Linked DNA regions of Sus scrofa: region 1 is linked to region 2. Evidence: chromatin contacts called from public HiChIP or PLAC-seq data. All regions are on one chromosome and are shown on one strand. The core of a region is the stretch at or near the end of the contact, and the rest is flanking DNA. Distances in the headings are between cores, read along the strand shown. Region 1 holds the start of TMTC4 (transmembrane and tetratricopeptide repeat containing 4). Region 2 holds the start of CLYBL (citrate lyase subunit beta-like protein, mitochondrial).

What was found. HiChIP or PLAC-seq counts read pairs in DNA pulled down with a chosen protein or histone mark.
Region 1: an H3K27ac HiChIP or PLAC-seq map of alveolar macrophages shows a contact between it and region 2. The contact joins the promoter of TMTC4 here to the promoter of CLYBL in region 2. A contact is called at or near these places in 2 of 2 datasets of contacts at active chromatin or transcription factors (alveolar macrophages and skeletal muscle).

What each region holds. Positions count from the first base shown.
Region 1 is chr11:69,439,045-69,445,496 of Sscrofa11.1, forward strand. It overlaps TMTC4 (transmembrane and tetratricopeptide repeat containing 4), which reads right to left and starts at 3,404. Exons shown (of 18, transcript NM_001252205.1): 1 at 3,356-3,404.
Region 2 is chr11:68,503,563-68,509,876 of Sscrofa11.1, forward strand. CLYBL (citrate lyase subunit beta-like protein, mitochondrial) reads left to right here and starts at 4,266. Exons shown (of 9, transcript XM_021065861.1): 1 at 4,266-4,385. The coding sequence starts at 4,321.

The DNA of each region.
Region 1 (6,452 bases), core at 2,154-4,653, 930 kb after region 2:
TCTCAGTGCTGGCCCCTGAACTTCTCCACTGTGATATTCCAGCCACTATCTGCTGTGTTGGGTTTTTTTTTTCCCCCTTTTCAGTGAAAGGATAAGCCATTGGTCAAATCCAAACTGCAGCTCCTAACACAGCAGAGGTCACCATGCAGGCCCCAACCGCTGTGTCTACACTGCAGCTAATGGAATGACTCCTGCTACTAGAAATAAACTACATAATTGAAAAAGCCTGAATAGTTAGGGAGATAGCCTGACTTACCTTGGAGAGGGTAAAGGGGTTCTTTGATTTAGAAAATGAATGTGGAGTTCTCTTGTGGCCCAACAGGTTAAGGATCCAGTGTTGTCACTAGAGCAGCTTGGGGGGCTACTGTGGCAGAGGTTCGATCCATGGCCGGGAAATGTGAAAGAGAGCAAATACTTGATATCGACTTTAAATGTAAAACAGAGCTGTGAGCTGACAAATGGTCCCATAAGTGGTCTTTGATGTCGTCTGCTTCAGGCCCCAAAAGTTGAAGCGCATTTCACAAAAGGTTACGTGGGGTTCCAGGGGCCCTCCTGGAAGAACACTGGACCAGGGAGTAATGTGTGCTCCTAAATTAGTGGTGGTGCCTCCCTTTTCATCTCCATTTTTGTAACACACACAGCAAGTCTGGTTCTTAGACAACAGCCCCGAACATTTGGGCGCGTGGTGGGCCAGGCCTGGACTCTCGGGGAGTCAACAGGATGGGGGAGCCAATCTCAGAAGAGCTCCTCTTTTTCTCCTGCACAGACACCAGGGAACCTAGTCTGTCCCCTTCTCCCTTCTGGCTGCTCCCCTCGTCAGGGCAGCTCCCCTCCTCTAGTCTCTAAGATTCTCACTTCTCTGCTGCCCCTGAGAATACTCACAACGGCCTCTTCATTTCAGGCACGACTGTTGATGGGTATAGTAGGAGGTCAGAAAATACTGTGGATGAGCAAATGCAGCACAGCTACAAAGTGTTAGGAACCTGCACAGAGTGCTCGGTCCAGCCCAGTGGTTAAAAGCACAGGCTCTGGAGGCAGACAGATTTGGACTTGGTACCTGCATGACCTTGAGCTTCCTAGTCTTTGAAGGACTGAGCCTCATCAGCACGAGAGGGTACCAGCTGGAGGAGGTGGCGGTAAGGCTCAAGTGAGAGTGTAAACAATTAGTCCTCATTACTGGTATTATTTTGGCAAGATTAGTTCCCGGTGCCCAGCCCCCGACCTCCTGTCTTGGGATCACCTGATGCGGCTGTTTATTCTTGAAGATGGGCTCACCAACCAAGGCCAGCTGGTGACCTGATGCAACTGAGAAAAGGGTACCCTCCTTTGGGGCTGACCCAGAGCACTGCTTCCCTGGCCAGGCATCCGTCTGTCCTGCATAAACTGCACAGCCATACAAACCGATCCTGTTTCCAATTCCTCTTTCTCCAACGGTACACGACCTTTGTGCCTGCAGTGATTCCAGCCAGGCTTGGTACTAAGGTACAAGAAGCCCTGCTAGCATGAGGTGGTATGACGGAAGAGACGGGTCCCCTTTTTGGCACCCAGACCATGAGCGGAGAAGGCCCACGTTCCGTTCCGTTTCTCTCTCGATGGCCATGGGGTGGGGGTGGGGGGTGGAGCATCACCATGGCCCTCTCCTCCAGGGAATGTCTTGCCTAAAGGACAAAGTTGGCATTGTCCCACTCCTGTGCAGGTTTCGCACTATACTGAGAATCAACTGGTACCTACAAGGAGTTGGATTTGGAAGAAGCAGAAGTCTATTCTCAATTTCTCAAACTTTTCTCAAGCCTCTATTTTCAGATGGTTACCACAAATTCGTCAATCACCAATGAAAAGGTCAAAAAGGCCTCCAGCAGGGACCCCATGTCACCTTCCGAAAGCAAATAAACATCAGTCACTGAGCTGTGAACCCTGGGGACCTGGTGACAGCTGACACAGCAGCCTAGACTGCAGGAAAGGGGATGACAGATCAAACCTAAATGATCCCTGGAAAACTGAGCAGCCACCACCTCCTACAGAATATTCTTCCACTTGCACCAAAGGGCCTTCTGGGCTCAGGCTGTCCTTTCGACCTCACCAGCAACCATTCACGCACCAGCTGCCCTCTGCCAGGCTGAAATGAGACAGTGCCTCTGGAAACCAGAATAAAGAACACGTGGTTTCTGCCCCAGCATCTGGAGACCTGAGCTGCCTGCTCCTCTCCTGGGGCCCTCAAGGCACAGGGACTGTCATTTCCACCACCCTCCGCGGAACCGAATGCCACTCCAAGTGTCGTCCTCTCGGGACCACCTTCCTGGTTTCTTAATTCAGTAACACAGGACGGCCAGGCGTGCCTATAGCAGCAATGACTGCGGAGGTTCGACATTCAAGGTCCCCACTGTCCCAGAAAGTTTCCAGCTTGCTAGCTTGTAGCCATTTTTCCCTCTAAGTCAGCCGGTGTCACGGTCGGGACCTCGAGGAGAGGGGACCGGGAGGGGATCCAGTCCGTCCTTACTGTTAATTATTTCTCAAGAAATCCTCCCCACCCATCTGCTCTCCGAGAGAAAGAGCAGTGTGGGATGATTCAGAGCTCTGGCGAGAGCTCTGCTCTAACTCCTCCCTTCTTTTGTGTGTGGTTAAAAAAAGAAGAAAATACACACAGCCTACAGCCACAACATCAACAAGACCAGAAGCCCCGCGGAGTCCGCGGGAGGTGAAGTGGCGGCTGCACCACCTGCTCCGCTTCCCCAAACTCCAAGCCCGCGCAGGGAAGTGGCAGCCCGGTAGCCCCAAGGGCCCCGACCCAGGGCACGCCGCTCTCCTGCCGCTCCGCCCGGCAGCCAGCGCGGAGTGGCTGGCACTACAGCGCTGCAGGGGAGCCGCCTTTAACCCTGGGCAGGCGGCCAAGCCGCCCGGCTGCGCCCTGCCGTTGTCCGCGCTGCGGCCAGCTGGCGGCCAGGCGCGGGGTGGCGCGGGGCCCCGCGGCCAGGTGGCCGCTCCGGGGACGCGCCAGAGGCGCTCGTGAGACTGGGGTCGAAGGAGCGTCCGCGCCGGTGGAGTGGGCAGGGGGCGCGGGCTGGCGCAGGGGCGCGGGCTGGCGGAGTGTGCACCCTTCACGCCACGCTCTTTGTCCCGCGTGCCGCTTACACCCGGGAGCCAGGCGAGAGGGCCCGCAACCCCCCTGACTCTAGCCCCGGCCGCAGCTCAGGTCTTGGAGCCAACTCCTCCAGCAGCGCCGACACCGCGCCCGCGTCGGCCCATGGGGCTCGGGACGCGGCGGCAGTGGGAACCCCGCGTCCGCTCCGCACCCAACTCCGCTGGCCCCGCGGCGCTCTCCGCCGCTCGGCCCTGCAGGGGCCGCCCCGCGCGTTACCTGCAAGGAGCCAGAGCGGCGGCCGCATCTCCCTCCCGGGCGCGCAAAGTCCCCCAGCTCTCGGCGCCCGCCCGGAGCTGGCCAGGGGGAGGGGCCGCCCGCGCCGCGCCCCCGCCCCCTGCCGCGCCCCCCTCGCCCGCGCCGTGCGCCGCCCGCACCGCCCGCAGCTCCCCACGCGCGCGGACGCGCTCTCTCACACTCCCGCCTCGGCCCGCCCCCTCCTCGCGGCTATTGGTTGCTTCTACCGTCACTTTCACGCCGCCGCCGGCCCCTCTTCAGCTCATTGGTGGGCGCGCCAGTGACGTCAGGCCAGAGGGCGCTAGTCGCGGAGAAGGAGCCGCAGGGACAGACGGACTCCGCTGGAGAGGAGGAAATGTTCTGCGCGCGGAGCCCGGGCGGGGCCGGGGCGGGAAGGGGCGGCCCTAGCCTGGCCCCGGAAGGCGGGCTGCGGGAGCTGGTCGCAGAGGGGCTGTCGCGGGCACGTCTCCCTCCCTCCTGCCGTCCGCCTCGCAGAAGCTTGTTCCTGGCCTGTCTCGCGCTCCTCGCGCTTTCGGTGGCGCTCGGCGGAGGTACTGCAGCGTCTCCGCAGGAAAAGGCGCTGGATCGGAACGACCAGAACTCTATAGACTTCTTCCTGTCTGGGAGGAGTTGTTCCAAAAGTGTGTCTCCACTCTCCGCCTCTCAGGAAGGAACCGAAACTGCGTTCGTCCCTCCGAGGCCCTGCTGCCCCAGCGTTTGTTTTTAGCAGCTTCTGTTCCACGGCCCTGATCTGCATTCTCACGCTGAACCCACGAACCCTGCTGTAGCCCTCCGCGTGGCCAGATCCGCCTCCCATCGTCCATTCACCGTCACTTTGTCCTAAACTTACACTCCCAATCCCATTGCCACTCCACCCGTCTCATAACCATCATTCTCAGTAGTTTCCTCTGTCTTCCTGTTTCAAGAAAAAGAAACTTTTTCCACTTTCCGCCAGCAAACCTACAAAGCCACTCCTAAAGGCACGGATTCCGGACAACCCCCCTCCCCCCTTCCCGCCTCCAAAGTTTAACATCTCCCTCTGGACTGGATCGGAATCATCAGCGTTTTATCAGCCCCAAGCCTTCGAGTCCTCCACCTACCCTTCCACCCCGCCTCGCTCGGGCTTCTCCATAGCCGAAGTTGTTGAAAGGTTGCTCACTTTTCTAGTCTCCCAACTCGCATTCATTTCTTGGTTTCCGCATTACACTGAAACTGCCTTGGCTCTAGTCTCCGATAACACCTGCAAGCGCTAAATGCAAAGAACATTTTCCTTCATTTTACTTGATCTCTTAGCAAAGTTCATTCTTCCTCCTTAAAACACTTTTGGAGGAGTTCCCGTCGTGGCGCAGTGGTTAACGAATCCGACTAGGAACCACGAGATACCACAAGGTTGCCAGTGGGTCCCTGGCCTTGCTCAGTGGGTTAAGGATCCGGCGTTGCCGTGAGCTGTGGTTTAGGTTGCAGACGCGGCTCGGATCCCACGTTGCTGTGGCTCTGGCATAGGCTGGTGGCTACAGCCCCGATTAGACCCCTAGCCTGGGAAACTCCATATGCCGCGGGAGTGGCCCAAGAAATGGCCAAAAAAAAAAAAAAAAAGACAAAAAGACAAAAAACACTTTTGGTGATAGAGGCACTCGGCTCCTTGTTGTTTCTCAGTCTCCTTGGCCTGCTTACCTGCTTCTTGAAAACCGCCAAATGACATATTTTAAAAGCCCTTTCAAGCCCCAATTTTTCCCTGCATGATTTTTTTTTTCTTTTTTGGCCATTCCTCTGCCATATGTAAGTCCCCAGGGTCAGGGATCAGATCCCAGCTGCAGTGGCAAACTATGCTGCAGCTTCAGCAATGCCGGATTCTTTAACCCACTGTGCCAATTGGGGATGGGACATGCATCTTCCTCTTGCTGCAGAGATGCTGATCGAGTTGCACCACAGCGGGAACTCCCCCTGCATGGTTTAACACACTGCCAACATTTTGCTGAATATCTTCCAAATCTACTATTCTGATCTTCTCTGAGCTCCAAGCCCATGTATCTAGCTTCCTATTAAGCTTCTCCACTTGGTTGTTACAGGAACCTCAAATGGAACACATCCGAAATGGAACGCATGCTCTCACTCCTTGTTGCTTTCTGCCTCTCCCTGTTATGTTGATGGGTCCAGTAGTTTCCCAGTTCTGCCTTCACCCTTGGCATGGAACAAGTCACTAAGATTCTCTGGCTAAATGTCTATCAAATCTGAACACCTCTTTCCATTCCCACTGCTATATTCAATGTTGTGCTATGAGTGTCACATTGGTAGATTGTAGTCCACCACTGTGGGAGTATTTACACCATGGAAATTGGCAAACATGAATCAGAACTTGATTTGTTGTTTTGCTGATTGTCCTCTTTGCTAAACTTAAGAAAGTGATGGAGGAAATAATAATGCTAATTAAAGTTAAGAAGGGTTGTGTTTGGTGCTGACATGAAAAGATTTGAGTTTAATGGGTTTAATTTATACAAGGGTGAAAAAGAGTTGAACAGATCCTATTCAGATTTAATGACAATAAATGTATTGGGAAAAGAGCCGATCAGAGGATATTCCATTTGTGAAATCATGGTTAAATTACAAGCATTGGTTGGATACAGAAAGATAGAAGCCTTTAGCAAAAATCAACAAAAGCATTCCAGGAGAATTCATCAACTACGTGGAATTTGCAGGAAAGAGTATTTGCATATTTTATCATTACTTGGAAACTGTGTGACGATCCTTTATGTCATTTATAATCTTTATGAACATTTGTAACATGACACACACATATAGGCATATACATGTGTGTTTTCCCTAGAAAAACAGTTGTTAAACATTTACTAACAAGCTCTTGATTACTATAGTTAGCGTTGCAAGGGCATGGGGAAAATGAAAGGTTCTCCTTCATTTTGCTACTGTCCTTCAATTCTCTGTAGACGGCGCACTCCTTACTGCTTCCCCCAGGATAGTTCACTCTCCCTGTGGCCACTCTTGGCACATCACTGTTCCCGTTGCTCTTAGATTGAAGGCCCCAATGCTGTTGCATGACCCCGACCCCTTGTCTCCTGTTTCT
Region 2 (6,314 bases), core at 3,016-5,515:
CAACTCAAAGGAAGTCAGAGAGGAACAGAGAACAGGGCAGAGAAAGGTAGTTAGAACCAATGCTAATTAAGATATCTTACTTTCGTATGATTTACAAAAGCAAATGCCCTTGTGAACACATTGGTGGGTACTTGGAAGGGGCCGGTGCAAGTTAACAGTTCTGAGGTTTAACTGGCTTTGGTAAATTTGCATTTGGTTCTTTCTATGCAAGGCCTTAACTGAATTGATTACTGCTTTTTTTTTTTTTTAAAGGCTGCATCCATGGCCTATTGAAGTTCTTGGGCCAGGGATTGAATTCAGCTGCAGCTGCAAACTATGCCATAGCTACAGCAACACTGGATCCTTTAACCCACTGCACCAGGCCAAGAACCAAAACCAAGCGTCTAGCAACCTGAGCTGCTGTTGGATTCTTAACCCACTGCTGCACAGCAGGAATTCCTTGATTACTGTTTTCATGTTTTTTGGGTTTTTTTGCCTTTTTTTAAGGGCTGCATCCGAGGCATATGGAGGTTCCCAGGCTAGGGGTCTAATCGGAGCTGTTGCCGCCAGTCTACACCACAGCCACACCAGATCCGAGCCACGTCTGCAACCTACACCATAGCTCATGGCAACGCCGGATCCCCAACCCACTAAGCAAGGCCAGGGATCGAACCTGTAACCTCATGGTTCCTAGTCAGATTCATTTCCGCTGTGCCACGACAGGAACTCCTGTTTTCAGTTTTTATTAAGAATAGTTTCAGGGAGTTCCCGTTGTGGCACAGTGGTTAACGAATCCGACTAGGAACCATGAGATTGCGGGTTCGGTCCCTGCCCTTGCTCAGTGGGTTAACGATCCGGCGTTGCCTTGAGCTGTGGTGTAGGTTGCAGACGCGGCTCGGATCCCGCGTTGCTGTGGCTCTGGCGTAGGCCAGTGGCTACAGCTCCGATCAACCCCTAGCCTGGGAACCTCCATATGCCGCGGGAGCGGCCCAAGAAATAGCAAAAACAACAAAAAGACAAAAAAAAAAGAATAGTTTCAGGAGTTCCCATTGTGGCTCAGTGGGTTAAGAACCCAACATAGTGTCCGTGAGGATGCAGGTTTGATCCCTAGCCTTGCTCAGTGGGTTCAGGATCTGGTGTTGCTGTGGCCGTGGCATAGGCTGGGAAGACCCCTAGCCTGGGAACGTCCATATGCTACAGGTAGCCACAAAAAGAAAAAAAAAAAAGAGTATTTTCAACATACTCAAAGTTGAGGACCACATGAAACCCCCCCCCACACACACACACACTGTGTACCCAACACCCAGCTCCACCAGTGGTCAGTGTTGGTTGATTAGTCTGGTGCCCACCATCCCCGCATGTCAGCTCGCTGTGCTCTGGAAGTGTGATGTTTCTGTGCTTATCCTTCCTTCTCAGAACTCTGCCAGGTCTTCCCTCCCCACACTGCTTGACTCAACAGGCTAATGGGACTCAGAATTTTTCAGCCTGCCAAATTTCATATTATTTTAGTGCCCTTGGAGCACTTTTATTTTTCTTTCAGGTTTGGGGGTTTGAATAATGACAGATTCAACTAGTCTCAGGAAAGGACCTCTTGATCCCTTTCTCTATTATGTCTGGATATCCATCCTCCAGACATGCGCACACTAGGTAGAAAGTTACTAAAGCTTTATTTAAATGTCTACCAACATTAGAAAACAGACGATAAAACCCGTTAAGTTAGACATCTCACGAAGAAGCTCAGTAAAGCCACAGTAGCCCTGGTGAAAATGGGCACAGCCTCAATGTCTTCAAGCAGAATCTGAAAGAAAATGAATCAGTTAGGAAGTCAATCACTGCAGGCTGTATTTTACCTAAAAAGCCATAAAGTCCAGGGCATTTTTAATAAGGATAACTATTTGGCAGTTCTCAGAATTATAATTAGGCTAGAGGTTATTTTCATCTTTATTAAATACCTCCAGGTTACAGGCCATTGGGCCAGGTGTCAGGGACACATGGCAATGACAAGGTATATCAGGTCCCTGTTCTCAAAGAGCTCATATTCTATTCCTGTAGATGGAGTTTCTAAACCAGAGTACTAGCAGCCTTTCTACGAGTGGGACTGCCTGAGCAACCCTAGCCTTGCCTAGAAATGGCCTCCAAAGGCCACCTGATTAGGGCAGTAATTCCCTCCCACCTTGAGACCAGAGAAAAGGCACAAATAAGAGAGTAAATTCAGTGATGAGATCCTGTGTATAGCACAGGGAACTAGCTCCAGTCACTTGTGATGGAACATGATGGAGAATAATGTGAGAAAAGGAATATATATGAGACTGGGTCACTTTGCTGTACAGGAGAAATTGACACAACACTATAAACCAACTATAATGGAAAAAATAAAAATCTTTTTTTTGCTTTTTAGGGCCTCACCCATGGCACATGGAGGTTCCCAGGTTAGGGGTCGAATTGGAGCTGTAGCCACTGGCCTATGCCACAGCCACAGCAATGCAGGATCCGAGCCACATCTGTGACCTACACCATAGCTCACAGCAACACCACATCCTTAACCCAGTGATCGAGGCCAGGGATAGAACCTGCAACCTCATGGTTCCTAGTCGGATTCATTTCTGCGGCACCACAACAGGAACTCCAAAGATAAAAATCGTAAAAAAAAAAAAAAAAGTAAATTCACAAATCAATAGATAAACATGGTGATGGGGGCTGTGATGGAAATGATCAGATGGCTGTGCCAGTGAACTAGACTGGGGGATGCTATGCATTGTCCGTGCGGGCCCTTTGAGCAGGTGGCAGTAGGGTCAATGTCCAGGATGCTGAGACGGGTGTAGACATATGCATTGTGGGTATAGGAAACAGCATGTGTGAAGGCCCTTAAGTGGGAGAGGGCTTATCAAACTCAAGAAATAACTGCACAGAGAGAAGATGGATGGCCTGTTGCAGAGACGGGCAGGGGCCAGATAGAGTAAGGACTTCAGATGAAAAATTGGGGTTTTACTCTAACTGCTTCTGTCCAAAGTTCATAATAACAGAAGTAAAATCAATGAATCACCAAAGTAGTAATTAGCAAAATCTTATTGTGCACATACCAAAAAGACATTTTGCAAACTGGGAGCTCAAACTGAAACATGGAACAAGGCTCAGGGATATATTGTTATAAGCAGTTTATTTAGTGAGAAGGAAGTGATTGTTTATTCTTCACAGTGATTGGTTATATTAGAATTTTCTTAAATGATAGGGAACTAGTCAGTGGTTACCTCATTTCAACCTTGGGAAATAGTTCAAGGTTTGGGTATGATTTCCAGAGGCATAAGCAAGAAATGACCTAGGTTGAGCTGTCTTGCGAAATAAGCTAAATCAGACGTTGCTTGTATGATGACATTGTTTGTCTGCTCACAGAATTTTCAGGGTTGGTCTCCATTTGTTTTTTATTTTAACGCTTTTCACTGGAAGTCGCCAGAGTTTTAAGAAAGGAATTGGTGTGATGATGATAATACTAATAAGTAATTAACATTGCTGAGCACAAGCTCTGGGCTAGGTGAAGTTTTAAGCTCTTTATATATATTGACTCAATTTAGCCTAATAGCAACCCTGTGAGGTGAGTACTGTTTCCATTACCGTCTTATAGGAGGAAACTGAAGCATGGAGAGCTTAAGAAATTTGCTCTAAGTCGCACATCTGGAAAGCTCCGTTTTAATATCTTATCATTCTCCTAACTGTGAAGACGGAGGGGTTGTATTTGCTGACAGACTGGCAGGAAGGACCTGGGCTGAAGAGTTGTGTTTGCTGCCCACGTCCTCAACAAGCACTTCTCTAGCCCAGAAAGCTGCCGGCAACGGCTATTCTGATCCTATTACAGGCATGTCCGTCCCTGGACGGATTAAATGTTAACCGAGGCACGCACATGGTGAGGCTCACAAAGTTTGTTAGGTAGTCTTTTAACAAAAACAACAGAAAAATCTCTAGAAAAATTGGCCAGGTCTGGCTGGGAAAATGCAAGGTCTCTCGAAAGCCGTCCTAAAAAAAACCCAGAAGAATGGGAAGGGTTGGATTCAGTCACCAAAAAAAAAAAAAAAAAAAATGCTCGAGAAGAAGCCATCCACTTGGACTCCACTCTGCCCCGCGTTACATTCCTGGAAGGTCTGAGCGCTCGAGTTGGCAGGTGCGCAGAGCGGGAGGGCGTGGCTTGCGGGGGGCGGGGCAGGCAGCTTGGGAAACGAGGTCGAAGCGGGCCGTGCGCGGGGCGGGGCGAAGTAGGGGTATCCTGGGGCGTGGCGACGTGGGGGCGTGGCCCCGAGGGCGGGGCGAAGTGGAGACGGACTTGGCGGGGGCGGGGCGCGCGTTGAGAAGATGGCGCTGCGTCTGCTGAGGAGGGCGGCGCGTGGAGCGGCGGCCGCGGCGGCGCTGCCAAGGCTGTGAGTGCAGGTCCCTAGTCCCCTCGCCACCCGGCCGAGCTCGCCCAGGGTCGGTGCCCGGCTCAGCGTTTCGGGCTGAGCGCGGCCTTCCGCGTCCCTGGAGGGAACTCCCGCGGGCCACGAGCACCGTGCGCCTCCCGCGCGCGGGCTCGACCTCAGCCAGGGTCGCCGACGGCCCGCGAGGGTCTCTCCCACGGACTGTGCCTCCCTGGGGGCCGGCCTTTGCTTGGGCCCGGAAAATGGGTGCAAACATTGGATTTCTCAGACCCAGAAAAAAAGCTAGTCTCCCCACAAATGGAAACCATGAACGTGTGGGTGTTTTATTAAAGGGAGCCTGAAATTATCAGGCTGGCCTGATGATGCCATCTTCCCCCTAGTTGTCAGCACCGCGGTTCCCAAACTGTGTGCTCTCAGGACCCCTTTATACACTGAGAAGTTACGAGGACCCCTGAAGAGTTTTTGCTTATATTTGTTCATTTTTACAGCATGGGGAATGAAAGACAAAATTTTAAACTACTCATTTAAAAATAGCAAACCCATTTGTATTTAACACAAATGGCATCTTTAATGACAAATATATTTTCCGAAAAATGAGAAGAGTGGCATGGTTGTATATTTTTGAATATCTCTTCAGTGTAATAAAGGACAATTGGAATCTCATATCAGCTGTTTTGGAAGAAGTTTACTAAAAAATTCCAGGCTCCTGCACACATTAGTTAGAAAAGGGAAGACTTTGCAGACCCTCTAAAAGGGTCTCTGGGACCCTCAGGTGTCCTCAGATCACACTTTGAGAACCGCTGGTCGAGACTAGCTTGTTTGCCCGTGTCATGCACACACATGATTCTATTCCCTGACTACCATGTGAAGGAGCTGGGTGACCCGTCTCTAAAGATGAAGAAACCGACTCTCAGAGAAGGTACATGACTCTCAAAACAGGAGAGTTCAGAAACCAAATCCTTTGCTTCTGGTGTGGAACATCTGCTTGCTCTGTGTTTCCTGAATCGATGGTGTCCCTGCCAGGGCCTGCTCAGTCTTACGCTTCCCATTTTCCCATTTCCTAGACCTGGGCCTGGTAATGGGATCACCCCTGGGCCAGAGGAGCTCCCGAAGGGGTATACCCAGACCCTTGCAGAAGGTCCCTTTTCTGGACTGTGAAGGGGCCCGCTTTTGTGGTGTGTTCAACAGTGGGTCCAGTGGCCACACCCAGTCACCTACTTTTGAGGCTCCTGGGGCTCAGCCCACGATGCTCTTCACCTCCCTAGGCACACTGGTTAATTTTCAGTATACCCATACACCGCACCCAGCCCCTGGCAGCAGGCTTTCATGCAGGCCTGCATCCAGGTCAAGTCCTGTGGGTCCTGGCGCCTTCAGAACGCATGGGGCTGGGAAAAGTAAATAAGCTGAAGGCCAACCTAAAAGGCCCGCCTAGGGATGCCTTAATTTCTACCCCAGTTGGTTTGCATTTCAACTCCAGGCCATCGGACCTGCTTCTGGAGGCTTTTTTCTTCTGTTTTTGGTCTCAGCACCATTGCCCGTAGGCTGGTGTTGACCCTTCTTCCCAACCCTCCAACAGTTGCCCCTTTACAGTGCTGTCCCTGATGCTTCCCTGCCCATCCTGTCTCCAGCCGTGCATCTCTCTGTGGCCACGGCTTGATTTATGTAGATACTCTGCCCTCAACTTGGGGGAATGTAACTCCCCATGAGTATTTGTGCTATTGCCAGGGATGGCTTTTAAATTCCCTCAGCTGGCGGAACAAACAAGTATGTGTGAATAGTAACCCGTGCATATACACACATCTGTAAATGTTTCTCATGTAAGCATCTGTATCTGTATTAAACTAAACATGAGTTCATACTGTCTCTAATTCCAACCCACTGCCACATGGATCATTCCAGCCTCCTCCCCTTGATTGTAAATTGTCACTCCAG